3 separate regions of the Sus scrofa genome follow, and regions 1 and 2 are each linked to region 3. Evidence: chromatin contacts called from public Hi-C and promoter capture Hi-C data. All regions are on one chromosome and are shown on one strand. Each heading gives the region's core, a stretch centred on a gene start, on an enhancer-like site or on the middle of the called end of the contact. The rest is flanking DNA. Distances are from core to core; before and after follow the strand shown.

What was found. Promoter capture Hi-C pulls out the DNA fragments that hold promoters and counts their contacts. Hi-C and Micro-C count contacts between places; a contact is called where the count stands out from the background.
Region 1: a contact with region 3 is called in a promoter capture Hi-C map of liver, with 5 times the contacts expected there. The contact joins the promoter of SERPINF2 here to the promoter of MNT in region 3. A contact is called at or near these places in 1 of 5 promoter capture datasets (liver) and 1 of 2 datasets of contacts at active chromatin or transcription factors (alveolar macrophages).
Region 2: a Hi-C map of liver shows a contact between it and region 3, with 6 times the contacts expected there. The contact joins the promoter of TLCD2 here to the promoter of MNT in region 3. A contact is called at or near these places in 2 of 5 promoter capture datasets (fetal liver and liver), 2 of 47 Hi-C or Micro-C datasets (liver and skeletal muscle) and 1 of 2 datasets of contacts at active chromatin or transcription factors (alveolar macrophages).

Annotation. Positions count from the first base shown.
Region 1 is chr12:47,932,106-47,936,269 of Sscrofa11.1, forward strand. It overlaps SERPINF2 (alpha-2-antiplasmin), which reads left to right and starts at 2,446. Exons shown (of 10, transcript XM_021067579.1): 1 at 2,446-2,577; 2 at 3,935-3,989; 3 at 4,135-4,164. The coding sequence starts at 3,939. It overlaps WDR81 (WD repeat-containing protein 81), which reads left to right. Exons shown (of 9, transcript XM_021067573.1): 9 at 512-1,677. The coding sequence ends at 832.
Region 2 is chr12:47,916,840-47,921,516 of Sscrofa11.1, forward strand. TLCD2 (TLC domain-containing protein 2) reads right to left here and starts at 1,418. Exons shown (of 5, transcript XM_021067585.1): 1 at 1-1,418.
Region 3 is chr12:48,484,413-48,489,010 of Sscrofa11.1, forward strand. MNT (max-binding protein MNT) reads right to left here and starts at 2,325. Exons shown (of 6, transcript XM_021067616.1): 1 at 1,879-2,325. The coding sequence starts at 1,951.

The DNA.
Region 1 (4,164 bases), core at 1,196-3,695, 550 kb before region 3:
TCCTCAGTGGCAGCCAGGGGACATGCACGGCCCACTGCTGGGGGCAGGCCGCCTCTGGCTTCCTCCAGGGCCCCTCAGGGGACCCTGGCTTCTGGGTGCTTCTAAATTCTGATTTTCCAAGAAAACATCAGGAAGTCTCTGGGGTCGGCCTGGGTGTTAATCTTGGCTCTGCCACTTATTGGCTCTGTGACCTTGTATGATTACTTGACTCTTCTGAGCCTTAGTTTTGGCCTCTGCAAAATGGAAACAATGACAGCATCTGTCTTAGAGAGATGTTAGGAAGAGGAACTGTAGTAAGACGTTTAACGTGTCTGACATTATACCTGACTGCCCAAATTGTAATGATGACTAGGCCGATGACTCTTAAATACATTCATATTAACGAACATTAATGTAACGTGGGAGGGGGGCAGCCTGTCCCCAGCTCAGGACGCCCTGTCTTCCTGGGGGACCGTGTGGGAGGGAACAGGAAGCCCCTGGGCACCACTGAGGCTCTCCTCTCCCCGGGCAGGCGGTGGAGGGCAGCCTCCTGGTCAGCTCCTCCTCCGACCATTCCTTGACCGTCTGGAAGGAGCTGGAGCCGAAGCCCACGCATCACTACAAGTCCGCCTCTGATCCCATCCACACCTTCGACTTGTATGGCAGCGAGGTGGTGACGGGCACCGTGGCCAACAAGATCGGCGTCTGCTCCTTGCTTGAGCCGCCTTCCCAGGCCACCACCAAGCTCAGCTCCGAGAACTTCCGCGGCACGCTCACCAGCCTGGCCTTGCTGCCCACCAAACGCCACCTCCTGCTGGGCTCAGACAACGGGGTCATCCGCCTCCTGGCGTAGCCAAGGCGGGAGCTGGCCCGGTGGAGGAGGGCGCACGACCTCGGGGAGTCCATCCCCTCGCCCTTGTCTCCCCAGCAGCTCCTCCGGGCAAGCCTTAGGCCCACGTGGCCTGCCAGTTAGGGTGGCGTGGGGAGGTCTGGGCTCCTGAACCCCCAGAGCCACCAAGGCTGCCAGAACGGATCATGCCCCTAGCTTGGGGCGATGTTGCTCCGGGCCAGCAGGAAGCAGGAGGGAGATCTGGGGGAAAGCATCGCTGCCCCCACTTCTCCCCAGCTCTGCCCTCATTTTCCATATGGGGACAGGACGCTCCGGGAAGGGGACAGGAGACCCCCTGCCTGGCCAGTCCCCAGCCACGGTCCCCCCTTGCCGGGCTCGCTGTGCCCCTATGCCGTGAGGACAGGGAAGCCACCCCAGTCCAGGACACTGATGGTGCTTGGACTCCAGCCTCTAAGGAGGACTGGCCGTGGTCCAGGAGTTAAGGGGCTTGGGCTGGGGTGTAAGTGTCCCCCCAGCCAGTCCCTGCCCAGTGTGGGACCATGAGGGGACGTGGGCAAGACCAAAGGCGGGAAGATGCACAGGGCCAGGGGGTGCCTGCCCACCCGTCACCACAGTGTTTGTGCCTTGAGCTGATGAGGCAGCCTCTGGGGTCCAGAATCCCTGGGGGAGCGGGTCCAACACCCTGAAAGAAGGAGCAAGAAGAGTCATCTCTGCACCTCAGGTCTCCCTCCGCCAGGGGACAGGAAGACCCGGGCACTCAGAGATGATGTCTGAGGCCGGGCCCCTGCTGCCTTCTCGCTATTTGCAATAGATGTAAATATGATCAATAAACCTTTGGAAGAGCCAGGGAGCGGGGCGAGGCTTTTCTTGATGGCGGGGTTGGGGTGGGGAGAAGTTGAGACCCTGCAGCTTCCAGGACAGCGAGGGAGGGGAAAGTAGGGCCCGAGCTGGGGAGACAGCCTGATTGCTGCTCCTCAGGTGGTGCAGGGTTCAGGGCTTCTGGTTCGCGCAGCCCAGGCCAGTTTCCAGAACCCTCACCCTTGGGAAGGGTAAGGAGGCATTGCTCTGATGAGGTGGGGTCCTGGGAGGTTGGGTGCTTCTCTTCCCACCCAGGCAGAAGGCAGCCAACCAGGATCCTGGGCCTGGGGAGGGGGGGAATGGGCGCCCTATCCTGGGTTCCCTGCCGAGTGAGTCTCTTGAAGCTTCTCCTTCCCTCCTCTGGTGGCGTGGGGGGTGGGGTGGGGGGCAGGGGTGTGGGAGAGGAAAGGGGGAAAGGAAAGGACCTTGGAAGTAGGAAGCTGAATGTCACTCTGAGCCTAGCTGTGTGTCCGTGGGCAGGTCACACATCTCCGAGCCTGACCAAAGCGCGGATAACCTCCCACTTCATGGGGTCACCGGCAGGCCCCCGTGCTTCCTGCTCTGCCCTCCACCTGAGGACAGCCTCCTCGACTGTCTCCTGAACCCCCTTTCTCACGGCTCAGGTGGGACCCAGATCCACAGGGGTTCCAGGTGACCCAGTATTAGATGCCTTGGTGGGAAAGGGGCTTCTGGCCCCAGCACCAATGTTTAACCGGATGTGCAGGTCAATGTTTACCAGAAGAGAAAGCACTCGGAACTGGGTTGGCTGAGAGCAAAGGTCCTGGTGGGAGGGGAGGGCTCGGCTGGGCGGCTGGAGCCCGGGCAGAGCGTGGGGAGCACCCAAGTGGGGCCAGAGGGACATCGTGTGCAGCAGCGAGGAGCCCGCAGAGGTACAGGGGTGGGAAGGCTCGGCCTGGAGCTGCCCACCTGCCGAGGGGGTCTGGGCTGAGTTTATTCAGGGGGGCCTGTCACTTCCCAGCCTCCTGGGGAGAGGAGGAGCCAAGGTGGGGGTTCTGGTGGGGGGAGTCTCTCTGGGACGTGAAAATCTGAGGCCTTTTCTTGCCAGGAAGATTCAAAAGCCTGGGTTGGAGATCAGGGCCCCCGGCCCAGGGATCACTGTGTGGGCTGGGCTGGGGGGAGAGGATGCTCCAGAACAGGCCCGGAGCTGGGTGTGGGGTGGGCGTGTGTGAGACCTGCTCTGAGGCCAGACAGAGACCTGCCCATCCCCACCCGCCAGCCTGGCTTCCCGGAGCCAGCCTGGGGCAGAGTTGGGGGGCGAGGCCCATGTTTTCCCTTAAGTCCAAAGGTGGCTCTGGCCAGTCATTCATTGGGCTCTGCTGTTGGGTCAACAAGGCCAGTCTCTGGCCCAGCCCACCACCCCTGCTGAGAGCACCGTCTCGTCCACCCCTGTGGGCAAGACCAGACTCACCAGAAAAGGTGGGCTGATGGGCAGCTGGTTGGATAGGAGCTCCACGGAGGGAGCCCCAGTACAGAGGAGGCTTCGGGCCAGGCCTCCCGGAAGAGAAGCCTTGAACTAGGCTGACTGTACCCACTACTGAGTGCCAGGCCATGCGGTCAGGGCTCACAAAGACTGATGATGTTGGTTCCTGTAAGACATGTGGCTGGAGGCAGGGACTTTCGCCACCATTTACCAGATAAGGCAGAGCCCAGAGGGGTTGAGGAAGACGTCCTTGGTCCTCTGCCAAGAGGCACAGCCTGGATTCAAACCCAGGTCTGTGGGAGTTCCCGTCGTGGCTCAGCAGAAGCGGAATCCAACTAGTATGCACAAGGATGCGGCTTCGATCCCTGGCCTCGATCAGTGGGTTGGGGATCCCGCGTAGCTGTGGCTGTGGCTGTGGCCGACAGCTGTAGCTCGGATTAGGCCCCTAGCCTGGGAAATTCCATTTGCCGAGGGTACAGCTCTAAAAAAAAAAAGCAAAACAACAACAAAACACCCCGGTCTGACTCATGACACCAAGCCTTGAAGGATGACTTTCTGGTTTGGGTGGTGTTTTCCCCTATCAACCAAAACATTTTCAGTGGATGAAATATGAAAAACCAGGAAGTGCAAAGGGGAAAAAGCAGTTCTGGGGGAGGGGTTCCAGGCAATTCACCTCGGAGCGGAGAATCTCTGCTTGTGCCCCGGTCGTGTGCGCAGCAGCTGCCGCTGTTCCCTCCGTGCACGTGTGCGTGGGATGCCCAGTGGGTGGGGGCGTGGCATGAACAGAGGCTTCCTGTCCTGCTCAGGAACATGGCACTGCTCTCGGGGCTCCTGGTGCTCAGCTTGTTCTGCCTGCACGTGGTGAGCCTGGGCCGAGGTCTGGGGGAGGCAGGGAGGCGGCTGGGGAAGAGGCCAGGGGTCTGGGGGAAAGGGGAGGGGGTGTGGGGAGGAGAGAGGGCTTGGCTCGAGGGGGGTCCCCCTCCTTTCCTCATCCCCTTCTCCACAGCTCCCTCCTGTGAGCGCCATGGACCCCTTG
Region 2 (4,677 bases), core at 168-2,667, 570 kb before region 3:
GTTCCTAGGAGCTCCAGAATTCTGAACCTGTGTTCAGAACATTGTGCCTTTAAGGAAACTTCCTGCCTTCCACCCCAGTAACAGCTGATTGTTGGAAAGTCTGACCTCCGGGGACGAATCAGCTGTTACCACATCCTCCTCCAGTTCTGCCCTCCTCTATCCCCTTATCCCCACCCCCTCATGGGGTGAGGGAAGAAAAGAGATGGAACCCCAAATATGGAGGACCTGCTTGTACGTTCTTCCCTCTTCCCTCTCCAAGACTGTCTTCCTCCTCCGCCCTCTCCTTCCTCCCTCCCCCAAGCTGCTGGTTAGTTCTTCAGAGGCTCTGAGCTTGGAAGGAGAGGTATTTCCTGTCAGCAAAGTCAGCTCAGACCCGTCCTCCCCAGTCTCATAGGGAGGCCACTACTGGGGAGGCCCAGAATGGTGGCTGGCGGGGTATGTAGGTGCTCCAGGAAGAGGTACTGGGGAAGGTTCAGTGAAGCTGAGGACCAAGCCTAGAGATGAATGGTTATGGAAACAAGCCTCCTCAGGGTCAAGCTGTCTCCTCCTCCCTGCTCCATTTCCTCTCCAGACAGGGTTTTGCTACGGGATCCTCCTGGCTTTACCTGTTACTCCACTTCTAACTCCTTAGACACGGCCTGGCCCTGCTCCATTTTTAACACTTTCACCCCTTCATTGCAAAGGTGTTAATGTGTAGCTGCCCAAGGGCTGCAGGTGGCACGCAATGGCCCCAGGGATCAGGGGCTTTGGCTGGGAAGTCCTGCCCGAAGACCCAGGTCAATATTTTGCCCCAGCCTGGAGCTGGGAGTCAGGGTCACTCCAGGACAAGCTTAGTGTGAAGTCCCAGGACTGAATTGGCAAGGTTGGGAGAAGCTGAGCAGGGTCTTGGCCAAGCCTGGAAGAAAGAAATCTCACCAGCTGGCCCTGTTCTCCACTATCCTTAGCATAGAAGCCCCATTCCCTTTTCACCCCTTGGAGGAGGCCCTTTCCCATCTCGTTCTAACTTTTCATGCCCCCACCCTCCCTCCCTATAGGGCAAAAGCACAGGCTTCAAGTCCAGGATTTCTCAGTCACAGCACTATTGACATTGGGACTGGATAGTTTCTTGCGGAAGCTGTCCTGTACATAGCAGCTTTTTTGCCAGCATCCCCAGCCAAATTAGATGCTATCAGCACACACACACACACACACCTTACTTATGACAATCAAAACTGTCTGCAGACATTACCAAATGTCCCCTGGAGGCCAAAAGCGCCCCCAGTTGAGAATCATTGAGTTAGACAAACTTGTATTCAAATGCAAGCTCTTACCAGATGTGAGGTTTTTGATTTTTTTTTTTAGGGCCACATCTGTGACATATGAAAGTTCCTAGGCTAGGCGTCAAATCTGAGCTGCAGCTGGGGCCACAGCCACAGCAACCCCAGATTTGGGCCCCATCTGCAACCTACACTGCAGCTTGCAGCAGTGCTGGATCCTTAACCCACCGAGCGAGGCCTGGGATCGAATCCACATCCTCATGGATACTAGTTGGGTTCTTAACCTGCTAAGTCACAATGGGAACTCCCTTACTAGCTCTGAGTTTGATGAAGATGCTTAACATCTTTAAGCCTCATTTTTTTCATTTACAAAATAGAATGTAGGAGTTCCCGTTGTGGCACAGCAAAAACAAATCTGACTAGGAACCAAGAGGTTGTGAGTTCAATCCCTGGCCTTGATCAATGGGTGAAGGATTAGGCATTGCCATGACCTGTGGTGTAGGTCGCAGACGCGGCTCGGATCTGGCATTGCTGTGGCTCTGGTGTAGGCTGGCAGCTGTAGCTCTGACTAGACCACTAGCCCGGGAACCTCCATGTGCCATGGGTGCGGCCCTAAAAAGACAAAAAAAAATTTTTTTTAAAAGACCCCCCAAAAATATAGAATGTATAATAAGTGCATGGCTTATTGTAGGGATTTAAAAAGGAATATGTTTGGAGTTCCCTGGTGGCCTAGTAGTTAAGGATTCAGCATTATCCCTGCTGTGGCTCAGGTCACTGCTTTGGTCAGGTTTGATTCCAGGCTGGGGAACTTCTGCATGCCATGGGCATTGCCATAAATAAATAAATAGAAGTATGTTTGCTTTTTTTTTTTTTTTTTAGGGCCGAACTTGCTGCTTATGGAAGTACTTAACCCGCTGATCAAGGCCAGGGATTGAACCCACAACCTCATGGTTACTAGTCATATTCTTTTCCACTGGGCCACAAGGGGAACTCCAAAAGAAGTATGTTTGAAAACACTTACTACAATACCTGGCCCACAGTTGGTGCACTAATGTTTAGCCACATCTGCGACCTACACCACAGCTTATGGCAACACCAGATCCTTAACCCACTGAGCGAGACCCGGGATCAACCCCCTGTCTGGATACTAGGAGGATTCGTTTCCTCTGCAGCAGGAGGGAATTCCAGCCTCCTTCACTTTTCTTCCAGATCAGCAGCAAGAGCTAACATTCAACACAGGCTGACTGCTGGGGCTCTGCAGCCTCGCTCCCTGACCATCCAAGCCATGAACTCCAAGAAACTCAATACTGAGATTGGCAAAGGGGAGTGGCTAATTTGGTACCAGATTCCCCAAAACCTAAGGGTAGTGGGTTGGGATTCAGGAAGCATTTGAGAATAGAGCTGCACAGAGCATTCTATTGCAAGATGCAGCTTGGAAATTACCTGCTTAATTCTGTTGCTTGTTAAAAATTCAGATTCCAGGGTCTCAATCAGAAGTACATCATACATTTGGAAAACCATGGTTTTAGGGCTCAGATTGAGGAAGGTGTCAGTGCCTCAGAAATCTTAGTACACCAGTGCCCAGTATTGCCAGGACATCCCTATTTAAGAGAAGGAAAGAACTGTCTTGAGAGGTAAGGTTAATTACACTCAAGGTCATTGTTGCATTGCAAGCCAGAACCACTAGAGGGCAGGGCACACACAAACTTGAAGAAAAAGTAATGCCTGCTTGGTCTAGCTAGGTAAACTGAGACCAGAGCAAAGACTACAAGGACCCAATTTTATTGGTACTAAGAGGCAGGCCGTACCACCTGTCCAAATTATCCATCCTCTGGTCTCTGGTTCTCAGACCAATGTCGGGAATACAAGATTGTCAAGGGACACCTCATTTCCCAGGTGAAAAAATAGTAGTGCATGGCCAAGGAGTATGAAGAACATTGCTTATAGAGTGAGATGGGCCTGAGTTTGAATCATGGCTCTACGACTTCTTAGCTATGTGACCTTGGGCAAGTTACCTAAGGTAGTCAGCTTCTTCATCCTAAAATGGATATAAAACTATCTTCAGGAGTTCCCGTCGTGCTGCAGCAGAAATGAATCCGACTAGGAACCATGCAGTTGCAGGTTTGATCCCTGGCCTCGCTCAGTGGGTTGAGGATCTGGTGTTGCTGTGGCTGTGGTATAGGCCAGCAGTTGTAGCTCTGATCAGACCCCTAGCCTGGGAACCTCTATATGCCATGGATGAGGTCCTAAAAAACAAACAACCCAAAAAACTCTTCTTAAAAAGGGCTGAGGGGAGTTCCCTGGTGGCTCAGTAGGTTAAGGATCCAGCATTGTCAGCTCTGTGGTTTGGGTCAGTGCTGTGGTTTGGGTCACTGCTATAGCGCAGATTTGATCCCTGGTCCAGGATCTTCTGCATGCCTTGGGTGTGGCTTAAAAAAAAAAGTGTTGCAGGAGTTCCCATCGAGGTGCAGTGGTTAATGAATTCGACTAGGAACCATGAGGTTGCGGGTTCGGTCCCTGGCCCTGCTCAGTGGGTTAAGGATCTGGCGTTGCCGTGAGCTGTGGTGTAGGTCGCAGATGCAGCTCGGATCGCGCGTTGCTGTGGCTCTGGCATAGGCCGGTGGCTACAGCTCCGATTCGACTCCTAGCCTGGGAACCTCCATATGACGCAGGAGCAGCCCTAGAAACGGCAAAAAGACAGAAAAAAAAAAAAAAGTGTTGCAGTAAGAATTAAACAAATCAAAGTATGCAAAGTGCTTGGTGAGATGCCTGATTCCTAATCAGTTCTCATAAATGGTGGTTTTAAGTTATTACTGCCCAAGATCATGTGACCAAGCAGGGGCTCTGGTTGCCCTTTCAAGAAAGAAAATACGATGGCATCGGATCATGGCTGAGCCATTCCTGTTTCCTCTCCAATTAGGACTTTAGTTTTTCTTAAGTACCTTTATGGAACTCCCACATCTCCACACCAGACTCCCTGTGTGAGGTAAACTCTCCTTCCAGGAGTGGGACTCAAAAAAACAGAGAGTGGGTTCTGGGAAGACAATGGCCTATCCTGCAAATGAATCATAACTGAGACCCTGAAAGAACTCCTGTAGCTTTGGTGCCAGCTCTCTGGTTTCTGCTCTCTGTCCTGTGCTGCACCCTCCTCCCAGCCACCGTGGCATCTGCAAGGCCCTGACCACAGCAGGCAGGCTCTGTGGCACAGCAGAGGCAGATCTTCAACAGGAAGTCTTGGGGGAACATTTCCTCCCAAGAACTCCAGGCCTTTGAGCCTGGGCTACTTCTCTCCCCCAGACTGCCCTGAAGCACACACACAAAAGGCCTCCCGGGACAGACCGTCTGTGCTCCAGATTCTAAGTCTCCATTCTGCCAAATGGATGAGCCTCTTTGGAGGTTCTTGGTTTTCACCTGTGAAACA
Region 3 (4,598 bases), core at 1,075-3,574:
CCACTGCTCCTGCAAGCAGAATGTTCTCACCACCTGCACTGTCCACCAACTGACCCTGCTCTGGACCCCAAAGACAAGGGGGAAGGAGGGGCGCATGAGCTGATGCCCCGGCCCATCAGTTCGAAAACCTAAGCATTCTCGCTCTCACGTATCTCGAGTGACTCCTGACCTTGAAAGGCTGGTCTACCCGACCAGGCCCTCAGACCCGTCCCTCCCCCGCCCCTGGTTCGCGGCCACTCCCCCGCCCGCCGCGACGGCGGTACACACTGCAGGCGCGCGCCTGCGCGCACACAACACACACTACTACCTCCTGCATGACTCATCATTGAAGCAACAATAGGCAGAGAGAAAGGAAAGGAGGGCGACGCACTCTCTCCACCACAACCAACCCGGCCGAAGGGCGGGGGTAAGGGTTGGAGGAAACAACAGCCCCCGGATACTGCACACACACCCGGATCCAGGGTTGCGGCCCTCGCAGCAGTCCGGAAAACCGAGGTCTTTCCTCAGTCCCTACTTCTGTAGCACCTGGGGACCACCAACAGAGCGCGTGGGGAGAGGGGGCATCTGAAATCTCCAGCTCGGCCCTGTCGAGAGAGCGCCAAAGTTTGCCGGTTCTCAGCCTGGCTTATTCCACACTGGTCAGCGGTGCTGACCGGGTCCTGATAAGAATGTCTGGAGGGGTCAGTGGGAGTATGTAAGCTCTATATATCCCAACGCTTGGCTATTCTGAGGATTTCCCTCGCCCCAGGACCAAAAATTGGAGGTTGGGGTGAGAACCTACAGGTGAGCTCAGCTCCTCCCTCGTAGGGCAGACTCTCCCGGGGAGATGCCCGGGGGCCAGAGCCCGGGCCCAACCCGGCGGAAGGCCCCTAGCCAGCCCCGCCCAGGCTCCGCCCCCGGCCGAGCGCGAGGCAGCAGGGAGGGGCAGGGCCGCGCAGTCCCCAGCGGGAGTGTCCCCGGTGCACGTGGTCGGGGGCGGGCCCTGTCCACGTCACCACCCGGTGTAACCAACGGGCTTAGAACGCAGGCACACGCAACATTCCAGCCGAGAGCGGGTTTAGAAGGCGCAGACACGCCACATTCCACACCGGCTAAAGTGGGGCGCAGCAAGGGGGGCCCCGGGTCTGCCCCCGGCGACCTTCGGGCCGTTTCACCGATGCACTAATCAGCCCGGCTCTCACCCAAACCCCTGACGCGCGACCCAGCCCAGTTGTGGGAGGCGGGGTCAGGCGGGGCTGGCCAGGATCATAAGACACGCGATGTCATTTTCATTCTGCAAAGGCCGCCTCCGCCCCAAGCGGCGAGTAAGATCTGCCAGGAGCGCCCCCCGCACCCACCCCACAAGACTAGGGAAGCCGGGGAGCTGCTTCGCGTAGAGTAATTCCACCCCCCACTCCGTTACACACACGCCCACTCGTGTGCACTAGACACTCACCCGTGTAAACGTCCGTTCATCCGCTCTCATCGAGGCTCGCATCACACATCCCCTGTGCACACACGCACACGCCCGCGGGTCTGCCACCCCCACGCAACACCATTCTTCACCCCACCCCCCGGCTCGCACATCCTCAGCCCTACCGAGGGCGCTGCTGGCCCACGCGAAAGGAGCCCCTCACGAAAGGTGCACAAGTGGTGGTAGGCAGCTGGGGTGGCGCCCACAGGAGCCGGGTCCCCCGCTGCATGTTAACGAATTCATTAATTAATTTCACTGCCCACAACACTCTTCCTCCGGTGCCGGTTCTTCCGCGGAGCCTTGCAATGCCCGGCTTCGCGAGCCGCCTGGGAGAGGGTTCCGCCCGCGGTTTCGGGTGGGCTCGGGTACCAGGGTCGCTCGCCTCCCCTTCCCCGCTGCCCTAGGGGCCCAGCCCGGCCGCTCACCACGTGCTCTCTGTTGTTGCTGCGCTTGCCATTCCAGGAAGCGGGCCGCCTCCAGTAGCGTCTCTATGCTCATCGCGCCGAGAGCTGCCGGGGGCGCGCCGGGGCCGAGACTGCGGCCCGCGAGTCGAGCACAGGTCAGGCTGGCGGGCAGGCAGGAGGGAGGGATCACCTCCGGGGGGCGACAGGGCTGGGCGGCGCAGCGCACTCCGCAGGGAAGAACGGGGAAGCACAGGGAGAAAAACCAATGTCTCCCCAAATATTTGCAAAATGTAATTTGCAAATTTAAATATATTGATGCAAAAAAAATAAGGCGGCACTGCCTCACTCCTTCCCCTCCCACTCTTCCTCCCTTCCAATGCCTCCCGCCCCGCGGCCCCCAGGAGTCCCGCCGACAAGAAAAGGCTTTGCAACAAGATGGCGAGGAGGCACCGACACACACAACAAGGGAAGGAGCCGCGCTGCCCCCGGCCGCCGCCCCCGCTACTACACCGGGGCCGCAGCCAAAGCCCGGACCGGAGCCCCCGCCCGCAGGGCCGCGGCTTCTCACGAAGGGAGGGGCGTGGTCCCGGGCAGGCTGGCCCCGCCCACTCAAGACGGCGAGCGCACACGTGGCCTGGGTGGGGTGGGAGAAGCTCCAGCCGGGTTCGCGCCCTGCATTTCCGCTTTCCCGCCTCCCCCCGCCCCGATTGCAAGCCACAAGTTTAGCAAGGGCTGCATGTTTGTGTCATTCACAACTAAAATTATCCTGCTGGAGGGAAGGAAGGGTGGAAAACTCAAGACTCGAGTTAGTTCAAATAAGGATATTCCAGGTCAAGGAAACCTTAGGCTGGTAGAGACTGGCCCGAACCCTGGGTCCACACGTGACCTAATTCCCGCAACCACCAGGCTGTCGCAATTCCCCCGGGATCCGCCCCTGGGCGGAGCTGACGGCAGGAGGCTGCCAGAGAACTGGCAGAGGGAGCGGAGTGGCGATCCTGTTCCGCGTTTTGTCTCCGTTCCTCCCCCCGCAGTGCGTTCGCATCCTATTAGGCGACGTCACCGGGCCGCGGGCCAATGGGCGGGCAGGACAACACGGCATGGAGCAGCTCCACATGGACACCCCGCGCCGCCAGCCTTCTGTTTAAAGGGCCAGTGTCTAGCAGGGTCACATTCGCGGGTGCGGATGGGGACGCTGTGTGAAGGGTGGGACTCCGAAAGGGAAATTGTGCAGTTGTGACCTGATCTACTCTTTACTTTTCACTATCCTCCCTCCAAAACAAAGTGTCTCCCTTTCCTTCCTATAAACTCTTGCCTTTGTCCACGCGCCTCTGAGGCGGGCGGAAACTCCAAATGTGCCACCCCAGAAGTCGCCCTTTGCTCTGGGGCCGGACCGAGGGCAAATTAGGCTAGGTGTCCAAAGCCCAGACCGAGGGGGCGTGGCGCAAATCGGGAACAACAACGTGGAGGGCGGAAGCTCGGCCCTCCCAGTGGCTGGGCAACCAAGGCGGGAGCGGGGGCGGGGCCACCCGCCCGGCCACTATCGCTCTCGCGGGCGGGGTAAGACCCCTGGCCTGGCGCTTCCTCTGGCGGCTTCTTGCGGTAGAGTTTGGAGGCGTTTGGGGTACAAACAGAATTTGGTCCGTTTACCCAAATTCTTAAACTTTGCAGATAAGGAAACTGAAGACCAGAAAGGATTTTTCTGCGGTCACTCAATATTCCAGTTGCTCCTTTCCCCATTGGAGCATTTATACCTGACCCCATGGATGATGACTCTTTTGAAGGCAGTTCTGGGGCAAGGCCCACAACTAGAAAAAAAAGTCATGGAGGAGTATCAAACTGCTCACACGGAAAGGGGGGGATCTGACCACTTAACGTATTGTGATGGCGGGGGCACCAAAAATCTTCACCTGAAACCCTGCCGCGCTGTTTCTTTGGTGGAGGCAACACAAACCCCATTGGTACAGTTGGCAGTGACAGGCACAGGCTGAAGGCATAGTTGGAGCACCTTGGAGCAGGTCCAGCTCTGCTGTCCCAATGCCCACAGGCCTCAGGCACCTGGGTCTTGGCCCCCAGATTCCTTTCTTTGCTAATCAGTTCTAATAAAGTAGGACAGTGGCAGTTGGGCTCAGGATCTTGTGGCCTAGATGTTACAATCATATGAAGCCAGAAAGCAAACCTTTGTGAGGTTGGCTGAGTGGCAGATCATCCTGTCAATCCATCCCATGCCATCCCCACTGTGCCCTTAGAGGCTTACTTTCCTTTTGAGGCGGACTAGCTAGAGGAGAGCTAGACACATGGAAAGCTGATGTAAATGATGCTTGCTGGCTTTGTGCCTTTCCTTAGAGGGCATAATGCATCCCAGGGAAAGAAAATCTGCAGATTCTGGAAATCAAGAACCAAGTGAATGGGAGGAAGAGGGTTGTTTGCCAGTACCAGGCTACAGAGGGCTCTTATCTTTGCACACTTAATGCCCCAACATCTGCAGTAGAACACGGAGAGGCCATTACCCACAAATGACTGGGTGACATAGGCTTTGTTTATGATGAAGCTGGAAAGCAACAGGGGACCAGAGCATAAGAGCGAAGTTTTTCTCTTTTCTGCAGGATGAATGCTCTTTTCCTCAGATGGCTAAATCTGTTGCTGGTCCTGCCACTGCTTCCTTTAAGGTGTCTGCCACCTGTTACCAGTGTGGTTAGGCCTGGCCCACTACATAACCAAAGAAAATGGAAAGTTAAAAGGCA